Linked DNA regions of Triticum aestivum: region 1 is linked to region 2. A link is a contact called in public HiCAR-type data. All regions are on one chromosome and are shown on one strand. The core of a region is the stretch at or near the end of the contact, and the rest is flanking DNA. Distances in the headings are between cores, read along the strand shown.

Evidence for each region. HiCAR-type assays count read pairs that join an accessible place to other places.
Region 1: a contact with region 2 is called in a HiCAR-type map of leaf, with 5 times the contacts expected there. The contact joins the promoter of LOC123123175 here to the promoter of LOC123123174 in region 2. A contact is called at or near these places in 4 of 5 Hi-C or Micro-C datasets (leaf and an unstated tissue) and 1 of 1 datasets of contacts at active chromatin or transcription factors (leaf).

Annotation. Positions count from the first base shown.
Region 1 is chr5D:498,033,076-498,036,515 of IWGSC CS RefSeq v2.1, forward strand. It overlaps LOC123123175 (pentatricopeptide repeat-containing protein At2g02980, chloroplastic-like), which reads left to right and starts at 1,583. Exons shown (of 1, transcript XM_044543641.1): 1 at 1,583-3,440. The coding sequence starts at 1,692.
Region 2 is chr5D:497,826,887-497,830,474 of IWGSC CS RefSeq v2.1, forward strand. LOC123123174 reads right to left here and starts at 1,478. Exons shown (of 2, transcript XM_044543640.1): 1 at 407-1,478. The coding sequence starts at 783.

The DNA of each region.
Region 1 (3,440 bases), core at 333-2,832, 210 kb after region 2:
CCAAGAATATATTTCGTCCTCACCAACAACGGTTTATCCACATCCTTCACGACCGGCACTTGGATACTTAGCCATCCTCTACCCACCGCCTTCCCTAACCTCTCCTCCCACTCTACCAAAACCATAATCCTAGTCTATCAGATCATGCTCGATGGTTTACTATCTAACCCGAGGAGCCACTTAGCGGGAGTGGCCTCCGTAGAATTGGATGTTGGTTGCTCTTTGTTGCGGGATTTTGGCACAAACGACTCCGGGGATGATCACTTCCCACCCACGGGACCCTTTTCTCCACCAAGAACACCTACTATTCTCGGAAGATTATCACATCAATATTTGTAGAAAATTTAAGAGTGCCACAAGCAACTAAATGGAAGATTTAGGCAGCAAAAGAATCTACGCATAAAGCACTTATATAGTAGTAATAATAAAAGCTAACCCGAAGAGGAAAGTAGAGAAGTCTCCGAAGACACGCCTCATTGCCTTGCGCTTGGTGGATGGGTTGGGATTACAATGTAAACTCCACATCTTTGTTGGAGATCATTAAGGTTGTGGTGATAGGTTGTGATGAAGGTGAACGCCTCACCCCTCGTCGGTGCAGAGACATGAATGAGTGATAGCGGTGCTCAATAAGAGATAAGGATGGGAAGTGTGGTGCTAAGAAAACGTCATTTGGTGACAACTCGATTAGACAATAGAATCATAACTCAAACACATTTATATTGGACTCATAGTTTTCAAACTCATGTGGGAATACAAGTACTTACTACAAAAGTTCTTGTAAAAATTAAACACTAGTATTCCTTGATGTATACAAACTTTGTTTACGTGTGGTCTTTATTAGCACCTTGAAAACAAGATGAGCAGTATAACATAAAACTATATACATTTGCTCCATATATTATAAAACACAAAAAGTACGTAAAGTATGCCTTAAAACAAATACGAAAAATATGACTTTTCCTTTTCTTTCATAAAAAACTTACCCGAAAATGAAAGTAGAGAAGTCGTCGAAGGGGCGCCTCCTTGCCGTGCTCTTGGCGAATGGATTGGGATTACAAGGTAAACTCCACAACTTTTGTTGGAGATCGCCGAGGGCGTGGCTATGGGTTGAAGATGGAGGTGAACGCCTCACCCCTCGTCGGTGCAGAGACATAAATGAGCAAGAGAGCGAGAGTGTTGCTCAAGAAGAGATGACGATGGCCAAGTGTGGTGCTGACGAAACATCGTTTTGAGGGTGACAGCTGGAATAGACAGTGGAGTTGTCACTCAAATACATTTCTCTAGACTCATATTTTGAGTAGTAGAACTATTCACCATATAAAATATTGTACTAGAAAACAAGATATTGATATTTTTTTTTTATCAACACGGTCATCTTTTCATGTGGTCTTTATCAGCAACTAAAAAACAGAAAGAGTATTATAACACAAAACTATACACTTTTTTGTCAAAATATTATGGAACGCAACAAAATCCCGGAAAACGTTTGAAAACAAATAAATAGTGCACTTTTCTTTTACATTTAAATGGTCTCTGACACGTTTTTTTGTGTGTAGATGGTATCTGACACGTTGGGCCCACATGTAAGCCCAACCCGCAAAACATCCGACGCCGTGTAATCTTCTCCGGCCGATGAGGAGAGTGAGACGATCCACTCGCCGGCAGAGGATAGGCAGCATCGCACGACGGCCATGTCGTCCTCGCCTCTGACCGCCACGCCCACCCCTCTCCTTCCCGCCAAGTCCAAGAGCCCGCCGTCGCACCACCCGCTCCTCCCCCACCTCCCGCACTGCACGAGCCTCCGGGCGCTCGCCCAGCTCCACGCCGCCGCCGTCAAGTCCGGCCTGGGCGCGTACCCGGCCTTCGTCACCAGGCTCCTCACGCTCTGCACCGAGCTGGGCGCGGCCCCGGCGCACCTCGAGTACGCACGGCAGGTGTTCGACAGAATCCCCAGCCCCGGGGACGTCGTCTGGTACAACACGCTGCTGCGCGGGTACGCGCGCTCGGCCGACGGCGCCGCCCCGCACGCCGAGGCGACGCGGGTGTTCGTGCGGATGCTGGAGGAGGGCGTTGCGCCGGACACGTACACGTTCGTGTCGCTGCTCAAGGCGTGCGCGGCGGGGCGGGCCGGGGAGGAGGGCCGGCAGGCGCACGGCGTGGCCGTCAAGACAGGCGCCGCGGACCACGAGTACGTCCTGCCCACGCTGATCAACATGTACGCCGAGTGCGGGGACACGCGGTCGGCGCATGCCATGTTTGGCAGGGTGCCGGACGGGGACTGCGTGGTCTCGTACAATGCAATGATCACCGCCGCTGTGAGGAGCAGCCGGCCCGGGGACGCGCTGGTGCTGTTCCGGGAGATGCAGGCCAAGGGGCTCAAGCCGACGCCCGTGACGTTGACCAGCGTGCTCTCGGCGTGCGCACTACTGGGAGCATTGGAGCTGGGGAGGTGGATCCACGAGTATGTCAGGAAGGCAGGGCTTGACTCCCTCGTGAAGGTCAACACTGCGCTGATCGACATGTATGGGAAGTGCGGGAGCTTGGAGGATGCCATCGGTGTGTTCCAGGGTATGGAATCAATAGACAGGCAAGCATGGTCCGTGATGATCGTGGCGTATGCTAACCACAGCTACGGCAGGGAGGCCATTTCGCTGTTCGAAGAGATGAAGAAGCAAGGGATAAAGCCGGATGCTGTTACATTCCTGGGCCTGCTCTATGCCTGTAGCCATTCTGGCATGGTGAGCGAAGGGCTACAATACTTCGACAGCATGAGGGAGTATGGTATCGTTCCTGGGATAAAGCACTACGGTTGCGTGACTGATTTGCTAGCCCGATCAGGTCAGCTTGAAAAGGCTTACAAGTTCATTGATGAGCTACCAATAAAGCCCACCGCCATCTTATGGAGGACGTTGCTTTCTGCCTGTGGAAGCCATGGAGCTGTTGATCTTGGAAAACGTGTCTTTGAGAGGATTCTTGAGCTGGATGATACTCATGGTGGTGACTATGTAATATACTCGAACTTGTGCGCCAACACTGGGGAATGGGAAGAAATGAACAGGGTAAGGAAGCTGATGAATGAAAAGGGGGTGGTAAAGGTGCCTGGCTGTAGCTCAATTGAGATAGATAACAGGGTTCATGAGTTCTTCGCAGGAGATGCAAGACACCCACATGCACGCCGAATGGTTGATCAAGTGATTGAGCAGCTAAAACTTGTTGGTTATGTCCCTAATACGTCCCAGGTCTTCCATGTTGAAATGGGCGAGGAGGAGAAGGCCACAAGCCTAAGATACCACAGTGAGAAGCTGGCGATTTCTTTCGGGCTTCTAAATACATCTCCAGGAACTACTCTCCGTGTTGTTAAGAACCTTCGTGTATGTCCAGATTGTCATTCGATGGCAAAGCTTGTCTCTATGCTCTTTAATAGGCAGATCATACTCAGA
Region 2 (3,588 bases), core at 228-2,727:
GTAAATATTATGACCGAGTCGTTCCAAGTTGCAGTACAATACTGGGTGACCTGTCCCCTCCCCGTATCAAGAAGCAGATTTCTAGGAGGAACAAAACAATGCAATGTGAGACATCATTGAAGATAGATTAAGGAAAGCAGACGCGCATCTGGCGCCGGGGAATGGTTTCATTCGCGCATGTCAACGCTCGCACAACGCGCAATATGATTTAATATCCCGGGAGGATCGGGTCTTTGGTGCACACCTTGGGTTACTAAAATCGGAGCATGCAAAACATTCGCCTAGTTAATTGCATACACGTCACAAGACAATAATTCATCCATCCTGGTGAATGGGCAACAGCAGCAAGACAAGCCAATTCAGTTGGAAAAGTTCATGGAGGGAGATGGTGGTGTGGTGTGTATACCTTGGCTCGAACTCCTTGACCTCGGTGAGATCCTTCCCCAGCAAATCAAGCCACTTCACATTGCCCTTGGGGGCGCAGGCGCCGTCCTCGCCGCAATTGGCCTTCTTGAGGTTGCTCTTGGGTAGTGGCATCGGCGGCGCCGTCTTCTCGCCGTCCTCGTGCTCCTTGTGGTCCTTGTCGTCTTCATCCTTGTCGGCCGCCGCCGGCGCGACGGCCTCAAACTTCTGGACCTGAGGCGGCTTGTCCTCGACCGGGCAGGGGGCCGCGGAGACGGCGTCGGCGGCGGCGGCGGGTGGTGGTGCATCTTTGGATTTGGGGAGGCACGGGATGTAGCAGAGGGGGGAGGCGCAGTAGGTCTCACAGTGCGAGAGCCTCATCAAAGTCGGGGAATTGGGGCAGCACACCGGGAGCGCGGCCGAATCGGAACCCCGGGCTCCAGGAGCGCGCCACGCCGATCAAATCTGAGCCCCGGCGCAGATCGAGGCCGCCGCCGCCGCCGGAACGCAGCCACCCGCCCGCCGCCACGGACCCCGCAAGCAGCAACCTTTGGCCGGACCTGGAGCAGCGGCGCCCACCGGCACACGGCAGGACTGGAGCGGATCAAGAACCGCCGCACGGCGCGAGGAGAGGAGGAGGAGGGAGGCGAATCTGCGGGGCGAGGAGGAGTAAGGGAGCGGCGGGGCGAGCAGGAGCAGATTGAATCTTGCACTAAAAGGGTTGCTCCCCGGGAGCGGGGACCAGAGAGAGGAGGGAGGACGCGAGGTGGGTCTCTCCCTCTCGGAGAAGCCCGAAGGAAAGCAAGGGAGAAGCAGATGAGGAATCCAGCCAGCCGATAAAGATGGTGGCAGCGGCAGCCTCTTCTTCTCCTCTTCTTCTATTTCTTCTTGCTACCCCACAGGGACGGGGGGATCAAATGCATCCAACTTGCAAGGCAACAGGCGCATGAGAGGGAGATAATTGCGGCATCTACGTGGATAAAAGAAGGGAATTCGGCACGGCGGGTGTGCGTGAATCGGCTGGAGCCAATGATGGATTACCGGAGGCTAGCGCATGCGGACGGAGGCGGACTGGTCTGTGGAGACGGGGGATTTATGGTGGCGCCTGCCTTTTTCCCTCTCCGGGAGAGGGATAATTGCCACCACACTGGAGTCGCTGTCCCAGGAAGACGGCTTCTTCGCCGGGTTTTATTTTAGAGTATTTTTTTTGTTGATGACAGCCACGCAATTGTCATTTCGTTTTCAACACTGTATGTATTTGATGATTACCGTCAAAAAATAATAATAATGTGCGCGTCTTTTGTATCCACAAAATTATGCTCGGAATCTTGAAGGTTATGTCTTCCAAGAGACGTACAATTATGCTCCCTTGTGCGCGCCCCCACACATTTGTCGAACATCGGGACTCCGTAGGTTATTATGTTTTGAATTTTGGAAATTCCAATTAGGGATCACAAATTTGCGACCGTTGGCCTGGGGCCCCTCGCGTGTTCACCGGGCGCACCTACGAAGATCGAAGGGTCATGGCAGATGTGAAGATTAGATATCTAAATGGTCCATTAGGGCCCTGCCACGTGCATCTTATGGAACATCAAATCTCCTTAGATTATGCTTGAGGGGGATGGGGGGTAAATCATGCAACCGTCGCCTAAAACCGCACGCGTGTTTCATGGCGCGGTGGCTATGAATATAGAAGATCACGACATCTATGAAGATCGAAAATGGTTCATTGGGACCCGCTCCATGTGCATCTCATGAAACACCGAATCTCTTTAGATTATGTTTGAAATCTCAGGGTGAAAAAAATCCAGTTAGGGGGTTTACACCTTGCAACTGGTCGCGCTAGAACCATTCGTGTGTTTCATGATGTGGTGGCTATGGATATTGGACCCACTTCACGCACGTCTCATGAAGCACTGAATCTCTTCATATTATGTTTGATATTATAGAAGAAGAAAAGACAATTAGCTATTACACGTTGGCGAGGAACAACCTCCCCCTCCCCCTCATGCTCCACATGTTCACACGATGACACAAGACGATCATGTTTCTCTCTCGAGCGTTACTAGACTTCCCCATTCTTCATGTTTCTGTTTTCCTCTTTTCCGTGAGCTTTGGAAAAACGTACAAGGAAGCGACTAAAGGCAACCCTGACAAGGTTTGGTGTCATGCTTTGATGGAGGCACAACGGAAAAAAGGTTGATGTCACGAGAGTGGCACCATCCCAGCAATGATGCACCGTTAGCATTGACCACTGCCACCTACGACAATGACTTACATGAGCCACCACTTAGTGCTTTGTCTGTTGTGGTCAGAGGCGACAAGAATCACGATAGTCGATAGATTAGAGAGTAGCGTGTCAAAGTGATGCCCTAAATAAGAGAGGCCTGAGGTCACTATATGTTGCGATGGCGTTGGTGGAGGAACAAAAGAGAATCAAAGCAGAGAGGACTAAGTACAACAACAACGGATACATGGTATGCTTGACACGTGGCGGATGTCAAATGTTTTGTGTATTAGGATATTGATTTTTTTTCATTGCATAGAAGCCAATCTCCATTTGTGCCCTTAAATTTTTTATTTTATACTACTTTTTGTAAAAAAAATCAATGTTAAAAAATGAACTTCTTGAAATGAGTCTAATCCCCTCACCTCCTACAATTCGCTCCTTCTCTTTCTCCACCTAATTACCATGTGTTTTCTCATGGGTTTTCCAACACAAATCCTTGCACCTACATCTTCTCTATCGCCTTCACCTCCACAACAGTAGCTAGCCTTTGAGCTGTCACCGTAGCCACATCAGCCAATGTGTCGTAGACTCCATTTATGTGATGATGATGAACCCCTCGTCTGCTTGGGGTCAATGAAAATCTTTTGTTTTTTAAAGAAAGTGTCAAGCAAACTAAGAAGACTAAGACCACAATCAACAAATATGAAAAGGCTATTTCTCATCTTCTTAGGCCCCCAAAATGCTATTTCATGTTGGGTCTCAAGTGCTTAGATATTATGGCGCCTGCTTTTTTTCCTCCGCAAAAGAGGGGAGATGATGCTAATCTATATCCACCACACTGGAGTCGTTGTCCTAGGAGGACGACTTCTCGTCAGGTTTTATTTTAGAGTTTTTTTTATGATGATAGCCACGCAATTGTCATTTTGTTTTCAACAGTGTATTTAATAATTACTGTC